2 separate regions of the Mus musculus genome follow, and region 1 is linked to region 2. A link is a contact called in public promoter capture Hi-C data. All regions are on one chromosome and are shown on one strand. The core of a region is the stretch at or near the end of the contact, and the rest is flanking DNA. Distances in the headings are between cores, read along the strand shown. Region 1 holds the start of Atp6v1c1 (ATPase, H+ transporting, lysosomal V1 subunit C1). Region 2 holds the start of Polr2k (polymerase (RNA) II (DNA directed) polypeptide K).

Region 1 (7,550 bases), core at 1,877-4,376, 2.5 Mb before region 2:
GGCTGTTACACAAAGAAACCTTGTCTCAAGAGGGAAAAAATGTTGATGAAATGGAAATCAAATGCAAATTAATTTGTAGTTAAAATGAAAGAGCTCTACATCCAAATGGTGAAAACAACACAACCTTAGACGGAATACAGTCTGGACAAGGCAAACTATAGCAGACACTTAGTCAAAACTACTGTTATTCCAAGCAAAATCAAGTACAAAGGGGGAAAGGGATTACAGAACTGTGCCCCAGCTCAGGCCGACAGTGTTCCAGGTCAGCAGGATACACAAGTCAAAAGGAAGGCTTACTGCCCACCAAGGGACTGGTGGCCTGCAGAGGCCCTTTGCCAAAGTTCACTGTGGCATGCTGGTCTTGCTCTTGACCAATGGACATTATCCTACAAGTTAGGACAATGATGCAGAATCCTAAGTTTTAGGTTTAAGAAAAACGAAACAAAATAACTAATATAAATAAGAAGGCTAAGATTTATAAACATGCTGAGTGGTGTAGGCCAGCCTGGTCTACAGAATGAGTTCTAGAACAGCCAGGGCCAAACAGAGAAACCCTGTCTCAAAAAAATAAAAAAATGTATAAACATAAAAAAAAAATTATAAGCACGCACATGCCAGCACTCAGAAGCTGAGGCAGGCTGCTTGCTGGATTGGAGGACAACCTCGTATACATAAAGAAACCCTGTCTCAAAAAAAAAAAAAAAGTAAAAAAAGAAATGCACACACACACACACACACACACACAAGTCTTTAATCCCAGCACTCAGGAAGCAGGTGTATAGCTGTGAGTTCAAGGTCAGCCTGGTCTATATAATGAGTTCGAGGATAGCCAGGGACCCTGTCTCCAAAAGTTAAAATTAAAAAAAAATTAAAAAGATGTGTGTGTGTGTGTTGTGTGTGTAAATCCTGCCCTGTTTAAATGCAGACTAAGAGTAGCCCCTAGCTCTCAGCATTCAGGATGCAGAGCACTATTTCTTGAGATCCGATCTGGTACCTGCAAAGTAACCAAAAGACAAAAGGATCCTGTAGTTTTGAGCAGAAAAGCCGAGGCTCCGACTTCAGCACAACGAGACTCACTTGTTGCCAGACTTAACTGCGATTATCACCGTGAGCACTTTAGCTCACCTTAGGGCTCTTTATCTCCTCCAGCTCGACAGCACACAGAAACCCAAAGCACTCTCACAGAGCAGCTCTGGCTGGCCTGCAACTCACTCTACCTGCCAGGGCGGCTCAAACTGTGGAGGACTTGCAGGGCCACACACAGTCTGTCTCCAGCACCTATGATCTTCACTGGATTCCCTGAGCAGTCTGACTCCAGCTCTCCCCACACACAGGCCAGTCTGTCCACATCCCACCACCACACCTTTCTCATTCCAGGTTCTCTGCAAGTTCTGGAAAGGCACGTTCCTCCTCTCACTTCAAGGCCTTGACAAACTCTGTTCCCTCAACCTGGAATGTCCTTTTCACTCCTGCCTGCTCACCCCCTTTTCACACCAACCTCTTCTCAGTCATATCCTCAACAAAGCCTTCTTTGAATCTTCCACAAAAGTCATATTCCTGGGAAACATCTCTGTACTGCTCCATTACTCCTTCGGAGTAGATTTTACACACACACACACACACACACATTTATGTATATGTGTGTATATATATGTATATATGTAGATGTATATATATATGTGTGTGTGTGTGTATACATATATATATAGAGAGAGAGAGAGAGAGAGAGAGGGAGAGAGAGAGAGAGACAAGTGGTCTCACTATTTATTTAGCTTTGGTTGGCTCTGCCTCCTAAGTGCTAGGACTAAAGGTTAGTGCTCTATCACACGCCAAATGCACGACTATTAAAACCTATCTCCTCTGAATCTGTCTGGAAGCTCTGACAGCAGAGTCCCTGTCTGCTTCCTAAACCTTAGCACTCCCATAGTATCAGCCATAGAGCATGCAGTATATGAACAAGTATCACCAGACTTCAAAACTATTTCCCACTTTTCCACAATGCAGCCTACTACAAAAGCCTGGCCTTTGGCACCCCTAAATCATGTCTTCTTCTCTCATCAGGCCCTCAAATAACGAGGCTTTCACTGAGTAAAAAGTTCTCCTCTGTTGCCTCCAATCCCACCGACTTGCCAAGACCCAAACTCAAGTTTTCTTTCCTCCAGGATACTTTTCTCCTCCTTCTGTTTTTACCAGTTCTATACAACCTCATCTTTCCCCTGTGACTTATCTTCCCACCATCAATGTGAACTTTTAGGGCTGGGCTATTCACACCCGACCATTTCATTCCCGGGGCACCACTAAGTACAGAGTAGACAATTTTCCCCCTGATAACATTTTTCCTCTGAAAAGAACACAAGCTTCCCTCTTATGCCTCATAGGTGATTCAATCTGCCTTATAAGAGACTCTGTCCACCAGTTCCTTTTCGGGGATGTTGTTTAACCTCCCCCAACCCCAATCTAGTGAAATGTTTTTAAGCTGCCTGTATTCCTGTTTCATCCACTGCCTACAATGACCCCCGTGTCCTCTGTGACCGCCCCCTGCCTGCAGTGGGCACCCCTTCCGCCCTGAAAACTGTAATCCCTTCTATTCACATACAGGCGTAAACACCCAGTGGAGACTGCACACACACGCCGGTGAACCCTGAGCCTCACCTGAGGCATTCTGTCACTGTCCACCTTCTCACAAGTGACCAGGACTCGCTGGGATTCCCACCCAAGAAGGACCCGAATGTACAACACTTCTCCCTTCTGCCACTGAGTTCCCCGTCTGGGCCCCTTCCCCCTCCTTCTTCTTCCAAAGACACCAACCCTAGGCCCTGAGATGCGGAGAGCCCGCACCCAGGCCGGTTGCAGGTCCGACGCCACAGTCTAGGCCCCCGCGCCGCCCCCATCCTTCCCCGGCGGCCACTGCAGCGTCAGCTCCCCGCAGGGCTATCGCTCACTGACCCGAGGTGTCTCAGGAGGCGGCGGCGGCGACAGGTGCGGAGGCAGGAAGCCTGGTAGACGTTAACCGCTCAGCGCTCCATCCCTCCCGGACCTAAGCTCCGGCCTTTCGGCTTCCTCGACCCCTGCGCCCAGAGCAAGTCACGTGCCAGCCGGAGCAGTCAGCTGACCGCGGCGCACGCCGCTCCGCCTACGCGCGCGCACCACTGCGCGCAATCACGATGCGGCCAGGCCTCCGGAGAAGGCGGGGCTGAGAGAGCGCGCAGAGCGGGCTTCCGGGTGGGCGGAGCTTGCCGCTCCTCCAGATGCACCTGCGGTGGTTGGCCAGCCACCAGAAAATTCCCGCCCACCCTAAAATTACCCACAGGTTTCAGCCATTCAGACTCCCCCAAGCTCCTGCACTGACTTCTGCACTGCAAGTTTTGACAGTCCAGGTTTCGGGGAAATTTTTTCTAATAATCCACTTCAGTAGTTTCATATTTTTCATCCAATCTGGTATCACTTCGTTCCATAAAGTGATAAAGTGTTCAGGTTTAGTTACTCAGCACCAAACATTGTTAATTAGTTTTTTAGAATTAGCTAGTGGAGTGACCCCCTTGCCAGGAACTCCAAACTGTCTGGTTTAGGGGTACCAAAATGGATACAGGAAGTCAAGAAAGGTTTATGGACAGGGAAAAACCATCAGCCTTGGGTTCCAGAAAAATAGATATCAACCTACTCTCACAAACCGTGCACATCTCATTGGTTGAGAAGTTAGGTGGTGCATATCTCAGCATTTTAGGTTGCATAGAGGATTGGGGACTTGTCTATTTTAATCGTTTTTAGATTTACAGCTTAGCAAAGTGAAGCTCCAGAGGTTATGGTTCTGTTTGCACAATGTGTGGGCACTCCTGGCTGTTCTTACTAGCAAGCGGAATAATAGATTTCCATTGTCAACCTGACTGGCTTTAGAATTGCTAGGAGACAAACCTCTTGGAGGGAGTTTCCAGCCAGGTTTAATGTAGGACATTCACCTCGAATATGGGCAGCAGCATCTTGAATGATAGGAACCAACACAGAATGTTTTTTTTTTTTTTTTCGAGGCTTAGAGAGATGGCTCTGAGGTTAAGAACACATACTGCTCTCACAGAGGATCTGAATTCCTTACTGGCACCCACCTGGAGTGCCTTGTGACTCCAGCTACCTCCAGGAGATCCGATTGGCTTCATCTGGCCTCCTGCAGAACCTGTAATCATATGCACTCCCAGGAAGACAAAACACTCATACACATAAATACAAATAAAATTAATCTTTTAAAAATGATAAATAGGATTAGAGAGAGAAGGTTCAACAGGTAATGGGGCACTAACCACCAAGACTGATGGCCTGAATTGTATCCCCAGAACCACAAAGTGTATTCTGCAAGATAGCCTCCCATCTCCACATGCAAGCTGTAGTACCCACAAATAAATAAATGTAATAAAATTGTCAAATAAATAATCTTTTTTTAAAGGAGAAAGCTAAGCATCAACATTCATTGCTCTCTGCTTCCTGACTACCAATACAATGTAACCAGGGCTCTCAGACTCCTGCCTTCAGAGCTACAATTACTCTCACCACCTTGCTGAACTGTGAGCCAAAAGAAACCCTTCTGTATTCATTGCTTTCCTATTGCTGTGATAAAACACATTCCAGTCCATTACCATCACAGCAGGGAAGTGTGGCAGTAGACAGACATAGCAATCATAATAGCTGAGAGCTCACAAATCAAATAACAAGCAGGAAGCAGAAAGCAAAGGAAAAAAACGGTATGAGTCTTTGCCCCTTACAGTGACATACTTCCTCCAGCAAGGCCACAGCCCCTAAATTTCCTCAAACAGTCCCACCAAACAGGGACCAAGTATTCAAATTCCTAAGGCTGTGTAGGATGCCTCGTTCACCAAACCACAGCTTCCTTCCTTGTTTTTGTCGATTATTTTGTAGCAACAAAAAAAAAAAAAAGGCAATACACAAAATTGTTAGCAAGGAACGGGTTCTTCAGTCTAATAAACCTGTTTCTTAAGTCTTTGAAATTGGTTTGCAGGATCTGTGTGTGAGAGTTTGGCGCTGTGGCCTAGAGCAGCTCTGGAATGCTTTATGGATAGTTTAGTGAGTCATAGTGAGTGGGATCCCGAAGACCAGAATGCCCACAGGAATAAAGGAAATCTGGACTCACTAGGTTTTCGATGGGAACAATGATTTAACTGGGAATCAGACTAGAAGTCCTTTGTATCCGATTCTGGAAAAGAACTTGGCTGCATTCTAGCTCTGTCCTGAAATTTTGTTTCAAATTTTAAGGTTCAGGTCAAAGTGATGGACTAAGTTATTTGGCAAGGGATTTCATGACAGTATAACATCCAGCCTGTAGAATGGTTACTGCTTGCTGAATTTAGCTTTGAATCAGGAAGAAGAAATCTATGAAATAAGCAGTTTGATTGAAGGATCTTGAACACACTTAAAACAACAGATAAGGTAGATGGAGAGAAAGCAGGCATTCCATTGATACCTCATTTACAGAAATACAAATTGAAGGAACTCTGGCCAACCCGACCATGGCGACCATGGCGACCAAGGTGAGTGTGACTCTGACAGACCTTGCCCTTATCCCCAATTCCCTCTGCCTTGCTAAAATCTATTAGATTACATTCTTGAAGCCAGCCACTACGGTCTATTTCCTATTTGGCCAATTCCTCCTCCAGAGGCTGACTACCAAGGTCCAGCAGAGCTTCTGAAGTATTGAAATCCAGCAATCAAAAGCCCCCTTTGACTCACCTAGTTAGCATGCCCAATTAAAATTAAACATCTCACCCTAACATGGGGTTTTCCTTTTTGCCTTTATAAACTGCCATTTTCCTATGGGCCACATCTATCTTCTCTCTATCCAGAGGAAGTCTTTTGTGCCCCCATCCTCTGGGACAAATATCCCTTTCCCTTCTCCCTCATCTGCTATCGCCTGCCTTTGTCTCTTATTACCTGCTTTCTCCTAGCACAAATAACTCATCTTTGTGCTAAGAACTTGGTTGCGGGGTGCCCTGAGCTGCTACTGATCACTTCATAAGTACAGTGAAAAGGAGAAAACCCAAGAAGAGTATTGCTGAAGGAGCCTTTCTTCAAAAACAACTGCCTTCAAAAACAAGATGGCTCAGTGTTTAAGAGGATGTTTTGCTCTCGCAGGGGACTAGAGTTCAGTTCGCAGCACCTACAGGCAGCTCACAGCCTCTTCCAGTTTCAGGAGTTTCAGTGACCTCTTCTGGTCTCCTGGGACTTGTTTGTGAGGTATTGTCTTGATTAATGATTGCCGTGGGAGGGCTTAGCCAATGTAGTCAGTGCCACCCGTAGGTAGGTAGTTCTGGATGGTATAAGAAAGCAAACTGAGCAAGCTGTAAAGAGCAAGCCAGCACACAGAGTTCCTCCAAGATCTGTGCTTCAGTTCCTGCCACCAAGTTCTTGCTTGAAAACTTGGCTTTGCTTTCTTCCATGATGGACTGTAGCTGTAAAATGAAATAAGCCATTTCTTCCTCAAGTTGATTGGGGTCAAGTTGGACAAGTAGACAGTGTACTTAATATAAATTATGGAAGCAAATGCCTGTCAAAACATTATTGGCATAGCTGGTTCTTGGTAGGAAGGGATATTAGGATACTCTGATTATCAAGACCTGAACACAGTGAACCTGGGCTTGTAAGGGGAGGAGAGCTGCTTTTCCTTTCTTACAGGGGCTGGGAAGGGCCACAGACTAATACAATGAGTCAAGTAGGCCTCTGCTACTTGCTAATGTTTATGGGGCTCAATTTAGCCATCTATAAATCCCAATTGGCTTATACAGCAGATTCTGTAAGATGATGTGAATAATGCAGTTAACTAAGCACCTGGCTTCATTTGTCTCCTCAAAAAATGCTGGTCGTAATGTCATGGTGACTTTCATAAAAAGAATTGAAATACAAAGAAAAGATTGAATCTCAAAAAGGCAGTAACCGAGTTCCAGAGGCACCTGGCCAGACAGGCAGACAGATGGTGACTCTGAGCCACAGTGTGGTGAGCTAGCTATGTAGGTTCAGGCATTTGAGACACGGTGAGCCCTGAGCCTCAGAGACTTTAGGGAGTTTGTTGTCACTGTTGTTTTTCTTAAAGTTGGTTTTTTTGTTTGTTTTGTTTTGGTTTTTGGTTTTTCAAGACAGGGTTTCTCTGTATAGCCCTGGCTGTCCTGGAACTCACTTTGTAGGCCAGGCTGGCCTCAAACTCAGAAATCTGCCTGCCTCTGCCTCCCAAGTGCTGGGATTGAAGGTGTGCGCCACCACGCCTGGCTTTTTGTTAAAGTTTTTGTTTTGCTGTTGAGACAAAGTCTTAGGGTGTAGCCAAGTTGACTCTGTTGCCCACAGTAACCTAGAACTTGCAACCTCTCAGCCTCCTGAATGCTATGATTGCAGGAATACACCACCACACATCTGGCTTAAATTTCCTAACAAATAAAGGGTGAGGGGAGCAGGTCATGGTGGTGCATACTTCTAATCCTAGCTTTTGGGAGGCAGAGATGGTCAGATCTCTGCGATTTCTAGGTCAGCCTGGTCTACACAGCAAGTTCCTAGACCAG
Region 2 (7,039 bases), core at 2,471-4,970:
GCACCTACGTAAGTGAGGAAACTTATTCTACCAAAGTCTGTGTGGACTGTATGCACACACCCAGAAGGCAGTGTCAGATGCCCTGGAACTGGAGTTCCAGTCTGTTAGGACAGACCCAACATGGATATTCAAACAGAACCAGGGACCTTTGAAAGTACAGCAAGTGCTCTCAACTGCTGAGCCAGTCCTCTGACCAGCTGTCTTAGTCTATTCGCTTCTGATTTTTATCCATTACTTTTGACTATTTACAGTTCTTTTTTGTTGTTGTTTTGGGGTTTTTTTTTTTGTTTTTGTTTTTTTGGTTTTTCGAGATAGGGTTTCTCTGTATAGCCCTGACTGTCCTGGAACTCACTTTGTAGACCAGGCTGGCCTGGAACTCAGAAATCCGCCTGCCTCTGCCTCCCAAGTGCTGGGATTAAAGGCGTGCGTCACCACTGCCTGGCCTGACTTTTTACAGTTCTACAGCTAGCAAGTACTCTGGATAGTTTAGAGTTGTTGACAAAGTGCAGTCGTTTCCAAGGGACTTACTTCTTCAGACCTTTTTCAATGTTCTATTTTAGTTCTTCTTCTCTGTGGGTGTTCTACATGCACATGCCCAAGTCTAGGTCAGAGGACAGACCCATTTCAGGAGTCCATTCCTCTTCCACTACGTGGATCCCAGGGCCTGAAGCAAGTCATCTGGCTTGATGGCTTTCTAACAAGACATTGAATAGAAATGGTTTGAGGAAACACTTTTAATCTTCACTGTGTGACGGATTACAAAAGCAATAAATTAAGCCATATATTGAACCAAAATTTCCTTTATACAAAGTATTAAAATACAATTGTATTTCTAAATGAAATCATAGGCATACAGTTGTTTTCATTAAGTAAACTAAGCCAAATGCTATACATTAAAGAGAAACATCAATGAGGCAAATGTATGAATGAAGATACTTCTGAACTCCCACATTTCATCGAGCATCAAAAACCACCACTGTTGAATTGAGTTAAGGATTTTAAACAGTACTTAAAATTGTATAAGACTAAGGCTTCCAAGTCACCCCCTGCACCACGCTTGCAATTGGATAGAAAATGAACAAAAGAATGAAGTTCACTATGACCACCAGAGATTATCTAAAAAAATAAAGTGCACTACTTCCATTTTCAGTAGCTCACTTTTTTGGATACAAGATAAATAACATAAATTACTAATGTAACATATAATAATATAAAGAATAAATAAGCAAAAATATTTTTAAAAAACTCACTGAAGCAATTGATGACTTTTTTTTTCCTTTTGGTTTTTCAAGACAGGGTTTCTCTGTATAGCCCTGGCTGTCCTGGAACTCACTTTGTAGAGCAGGCTGACTTTTAAGAGTTTGTGTTGGTTAACATGAAACAGTTTGTAGGCCTCACTATTTTTCATTAAGTTATTAACTTCTTCTATACTTTAGATTGTTCATAACCAACAACAAACAATGACTACTAGTAAAAACAAAGATTTCCTGAGAAGTAAAAAAGACTTACTGAGAGCCCATAATGAATGGTACATGAAAATGCTAATCATGTTTACAAAAAAAAAAAAAAAAAAAAAAAAAAAAGGGAAGAAACACATTGGCAGTACATGCCTTTAATCCTGGTATTTGGAGGTTGGGGGTAGGAAGAGGTAGGCAGATCTCTGAGTTTGAGGCCAGAGTTTTAGGATGGTCAGTGATACCCTAAATAAATGAATAAATTGAAAATGTACTTATTAGGGTTTAAATTTCTTTACTTAGGTTTATTTTATGCATGAGTGCTTTTGCCTGCATGCATATATTGTACCATTTGGGTCCCTAGGGTCAGGGGTCTGTCTATCCAACCACCTGTGACTGTGAGCAATCATGGTTCTAGAAATGGGCCCTTGGATAAACCAGGCAATGCTGTTATCTGCTGATCCGTTTCTCTAGCCCCCATTTGGTTCTTTGAGACTGGGTCTCACTAAGTAGCTCTAGCTGGTCTGGAATACTAAACATAGACCAAGCTGGCCTTGAATTCACCGGGCCCCGCCGCCCAAGTTTTGGGAAAAATAAATCCTATTAAAATAATTAATCTGGGTGTACCTCCTGTGGAGTCTCCACTCTCTCAGCTCTCATTCTTAATAAGTCCACATGCACTCTACTTAAAAAATAGATAATCCAAAAGTTATTACTACTTTTATCGGGTCTTAGTCTTTATCAGTCCAAGTATTAGTCACTTCCTCTGCACATTTAGAACATGTGCTTGAAAGGATACATCTTTTAGTCCTTTTCTTGTACATTATTCTGTATCCACATTCTCTGCATCTGATGGGATCCCTGGACTTTATCTCATTTTCGGTGTGACACTCTGGGAAAGAAAGCACATTTATTCAATGCTTGAAAGAGAAACACTATGGGGGAAGCAAATGATAACTACAGATTTCAACTGGAGCAAACCAAAAGGCACCAAAGCATCCAAGTGCCCGATTATTGCCAAAACAGACCAAGGAGAAAGAAGGGCTGTAGGCAGTACACCTTTTCCAGATAAAAGGAAGAGATCTTAATAAGGGAGGGGGATTTTACATTAACAATCGCTAAAGTGCTCCACGTTATAATTTTACTCATGTAAGAGAGGATTTTTGGGTGGTGGTTGTTTTTTTAAGTAAAGCATTATTTAAATGAATGTCAATTTTACCTCCACAAATATATATCATTGGCTGCTGCTTTGGTGGTTGAACATCTTTCTGAGCGTCCATTGTTAGTGCCTGAAATCAGAGACAAAGACTGAGTATCAGGGTCTTCGCACAAAACATGCCTCTTTTTTTTTTTTCTCAGACGCAATACAAGGTTCTTATTTTCCGGCCTTAGAGAAAAACGCAATAGAATGTTTGCCTAGCATGCAGAGGCCCAAGGATAAATACCCAGTATTACAGATGGGGAAACAAAAAAAAAAAAAAAAAAAAAAAAAGGAAAAGTCGCAATTCTTTATCTATACCTATAGTTCCCCCAAACTGTGGTGTGGGCTGGGTCTTAAGAATAAAACACATTTTCGCCGGGCGGTGGTGGCACACGCCTTTAATCCCAGCACTTGGGAGGCAGAGGCAGACGGATTTCTGAGTTCCAGGCCAGCCTGGTCTACAAATCGAGTTCCAGGACAGCCAGGGCTACACAAAGAAACCCTGTCTCGAAACAAAACAAAACAAAACAAAACAAAACAAAACAAAACCCACAATTTCAATAATAATAAACACCAGGGGGAATGTTTATTACAGTCTTCACGATCCTAGAGTGTATTACTCTTTACACAAGAGTAATACACTAATAGGCTAAGGAGAGGTTTGTTTGCCCAATCTCACTCCTCAAAGGAATTCAGATCTGACCTAGGAGCAATAGCTCCATCAAAGCTTGTCTCGAGACTAACTCCACCGGGGATCTTTATTTACGCGCTTGGTTCTTTGAAAAGACTTTGAGAGTCTTCACTTTGTAACCTAAGCCAGGCTCAAAGTCAAGGCGCTGGTTGAAGGCGGAATTCTCCTACCTCTGCTTCCAAGCGCTCAAATGGCAGGAGTGTGCTACCTCTCCCGGCTGCCCACAAAGATTTTAAAGCCAAGTGTCTCTCCTGGTTTTGCCACAAATTTACTTCCAAAATCATCAGCCGGAGACTCCCTACCTCCACAGCTGGAAGAAGCGTCCCTTCTCTGAGCACGCAAAAGCTTTTTCCGGCGCTGCCTCGCCAACTTCCGGCGCCGATTTATGACGAAACGAAGCCCCGCCCCCTCTCCCTCGCAGTGCGGGGGGACTGGCGCTTCTGTTTCTGAGGCAGGTTACAGCGTTTTTCTCCTACCTGCTTCCTGTGGGGTTTTGTTTTGTTTTTATTTGCCCTTCTCTCTGGGGTAGCAAAACATCTCCACAGCTCGGCATTCGAAGGTTTGTGCTTGTGTAATGGCAGATACAGGAGGAACCCAAGACAGGCAATGCTGGAGTCTTAACCGACCCGATGCTTAGGCGAACACCAGCAGGCTACCCTACCAATACTTCACGATTTGACACTTCGCACATGGCGGTTTTCAAATTGTTCAATGCCCGTGTGGGTTTTTTGTTTGCTTGTTTGTTTGTTTTCAATTTCCAGTTCTCTCCTAGTTTCCTGTCACCTCTCTTTTTTATGTTGGGGAGTGGAAAGAGAGGGAAAGGGGAAGCCCAGGCTGAGACTGCTCTTAAACCCGTACAATCCTCTGTCTTCGCCGCCTCAATGCTGAGATTAATCGCGCAAATCACAACGCCTGCCATCTCCCTCCCTTTTTGAAGCCAAGGCTTTCTTACGGCAGCTCCATCAATTACTTCGACTAGTTGGTGGCTTTAGCTTTTCTCTTAGTACTCTCCTTCCTGTGTTTGACCAGTTCAGTAGAGTACAGGTGTGTGTTCTCACACATCAAAATTGGAACTCAGTAAAACACATCTGTTGGGTTCAGGACGTTTACATTCAATTATTTCACACCAGTCGTTTATTTTAATAATAGGATGGATAACCTGAAGGGATTCAAGTAAAAACAGTTGTTAACTATTAAAGAGATGGCTTCTCTCCCAGTGGGCACTCTGGTAACTTAGTAAACTACTCTCCATTCTCCATCCATCAAGAAGAACTTTGAGCTTTGTCTTTCATTTCTAGTTCAAACCTTTGATATTCACAGACCATCTTGAGAAATTCCAGTCTTCCTAGATGACAATTAAATTTGTTTTTTTAGAATTGCTGGCTTAATAAGCAGTAATTTATTACTTAAGCAGTAATAAAATGCTTGTTTAGCATGCATGAGCTCACAGTGATAATTTCTTTCAGAAGGAAATCAGAAAAACAGTACTTTCCAGCTTCTTCCTCTACATCCAGACTAACAGCATATTTTGACCAGCAGCCATGTTTCAAAGTACCCCTTCTCCTCAACAAGCAGGAAGAGGAAAACAAGTGTGCACACTAAACATCTGTACAATGACACTAGGTTAAGCCCATGGGTATTGTAAGAGGACTTCATACTGCAAGCAGATTTGAAGATTTACTGTGATTTGAGTTATGTGTGGATGCCAGTTGAGATCAGAAGAGATAGTTGGACCCCCCCTCCCAAACTGGAACTACAGACTGTTATAAGCTGTCATACCTAGATGTTGAAAACTGAACCTGTCCTCTGCAAGAACAGCAAGTGCTCTTAAATGCTGAGCTGCCTCTCAAGCTCTTGCTTTTTGTTTTTTGTTTTTTCTTTTTTTTTTTTTTCCATTTTTTATTAGGTATTTAGCTCATTTACATTTCCAATGCTATACCAAAAGACCCCCTTACCCACCCACCCCCACTCCCCTACCCACCCACTCCCCCCCTTTGGCCCTGGCGTTCCCCTGTACCGGGGCACACAAAGTCTGCGTGTCCAATGGGCCTCTCTTTCCAGTGATGGCCGACTAGGCCATCTTTTGATACATATGCAGCTAGAGTCAAGAGCTCAGGGGTACTGGTTAGTTCATAATGTTGTTCCACCTATAGGGTTGAAGATCCCTTTAGCTCCTTGGGTACTTTCTCTAGCTCCTCCATTGGGAGCCCTGTGATCCATCCATTAGCTGACTGTGAGCATCCACTTCTGTGTTTGCTAGGCCCCGGCATAGTCTCACAAGAGACAGCTACATCTGGGTCCTTTCAGTAAAATCTTGCTAGTGTATGCAATGGTGTCAGCATTTGGAAGCTGATTATGGGGTGGATCCCTGGATATGGCAGTCTCTACATGGTCCATCCTTTCATCTCAGCTCCATACTTTGTTTCTGTAACTCCTTCCATGGGTGTTTTGTTCCCACTTCTAAGGAGGGGCATAGTGTCCACACTTCAGTCTTCATTTTTCTTGAGTTTCATGTGTTTAGGGAATTGTATCTTATATCGTGGGTATCCTAGGTTTTGGGCTAGTATCCACTTATCAGTGAGTACATATTGTGTGAGTTCCTTTGTGATTGTGTTACCTCACTCAGGATGATGCTCTCCAGGTCCATCCATTTGGCTAGGAATTTCATAAATTCATTCTTTTTAATAGCTGAGTAGTACTCCATTGTGTAGATGTACCACATTTTCTGTATCCATTCCTCTGTTGAGGGGCATCTGGGTTCTTTCCAGTTTCTGGCTATTATAAATAAGGCTGCTATGAACATAGTGGAGCATGTGTCCTTCTTACCAGTTGGGGCTTCTTCTGGATATATGCCCAGGAGAGGTATTGCTGGATCCTCCGGTAGTACTATGTCCAATTTTCTGAGGAACCGCCAGACTGATTTCCAGAGTGGTTGTACAAGCCTGCAATCCCACCAACAATGGAGGAGTGTTCCTCTTTCTCCACATCCTCGCCAGCATCTGCTGTCACCTGAATTTTTGATCTTAGCCATTCTGACTGGTGTGAGGTGGAATCTCAGGGTTGTTTTGATTTGCATTTCCCTGATGATTAAGGATGTTGAACATTTTTTCAGGTGCTTCTCTGCCATTCGGTATTCCTCAGGTGAGAATTCTTTGTTCAGTTCTGAGCCCCATTTTTTAAGGGGGTTATTTGATTTTCTGAGGTCCACCTTCTTGAGTTCTTTAAGTCTTACTATGTAGCCTAGGCTAGCCTGGAATTCACAGATCCTCCTGTCTCCAAGTGCTAACAAGTATATACCATTAAGCATAACTTTTTGCTAGATTCTAAATCTGTTCAAGTACCAAACTTTCTAATACAAAACATGTGTGGGGCTGGTGAGATGGCTCAATGGGTAAGAGCACCTGACTGCTCTTCCAGGCTGCTCTTCCGAAGGTCCAGAGTTCAAATCCCAGCAACCACATAGTGGCTCACAACCATCCGTAACAAGATCTGACTCCCTTTTCTGGAGTGTCTGAAGACAGCTACAGTGTACTTACATATAAATAAATAAATCTTAAAAAAAAAAACCAAAACATGTGTGAAGGTTAGAATGGATCATCACATGTAGATCATAAATGTACCCTGGGACTCTACAGGATGGTGATGTAATGCCTAGCCACAGTAAAGAGTCAATATTTCTATAAGAGTTCATGC

What was found. Promoter capture Hi-C pulls out the DNA fragments that hold promoters and counts their contacts.
Region 1: a promoter capture Hi-C map of pre-B cells shows a contact between it and region 2, with 2.7 times the contacts expected there. The contact joins the promoter of Atp6v1c1 here to the promoter of Polr2k in region 2. A contact is called at or near these places in 2 of 39 promoter capture datasets (liver and pre-B cells).

The regions. Positions count from the first base shown.
Region 1 is chr15:38,657,480-38,665,029 of GRCm38.p6, reverse strand. Atp6v1c1 (ATPase, H+ transporting, lysosomal V1 subunit C1) reads right to left here and starts at 3,126. Exons shown (of 13, transcript NM_025494.3): 1 at 2,947-3,126.
Region 2 is chr15:36,170,691-36,177,729 of GRCm38.p6, reverse strand. It overlaps Polr2k (polymerase (RNA) II (DNA directed) polypeptide K), which reads right to left and starts at 3,720. Exons shown (of 4, transcript NM_023127.3): 1 at 3,649-3,720; 2 at 2,674-2,743; 3 at 2,254-2,346; 4 at 718-976. The coding sequence starts at 2,734. The coding sequence ends at 954. It overlaps Spag1 (sperm associated antigen 1), which reads right to left and starts at 976. Exons shown (of 20, transcript NM_001359982.1): 1 at 529-976.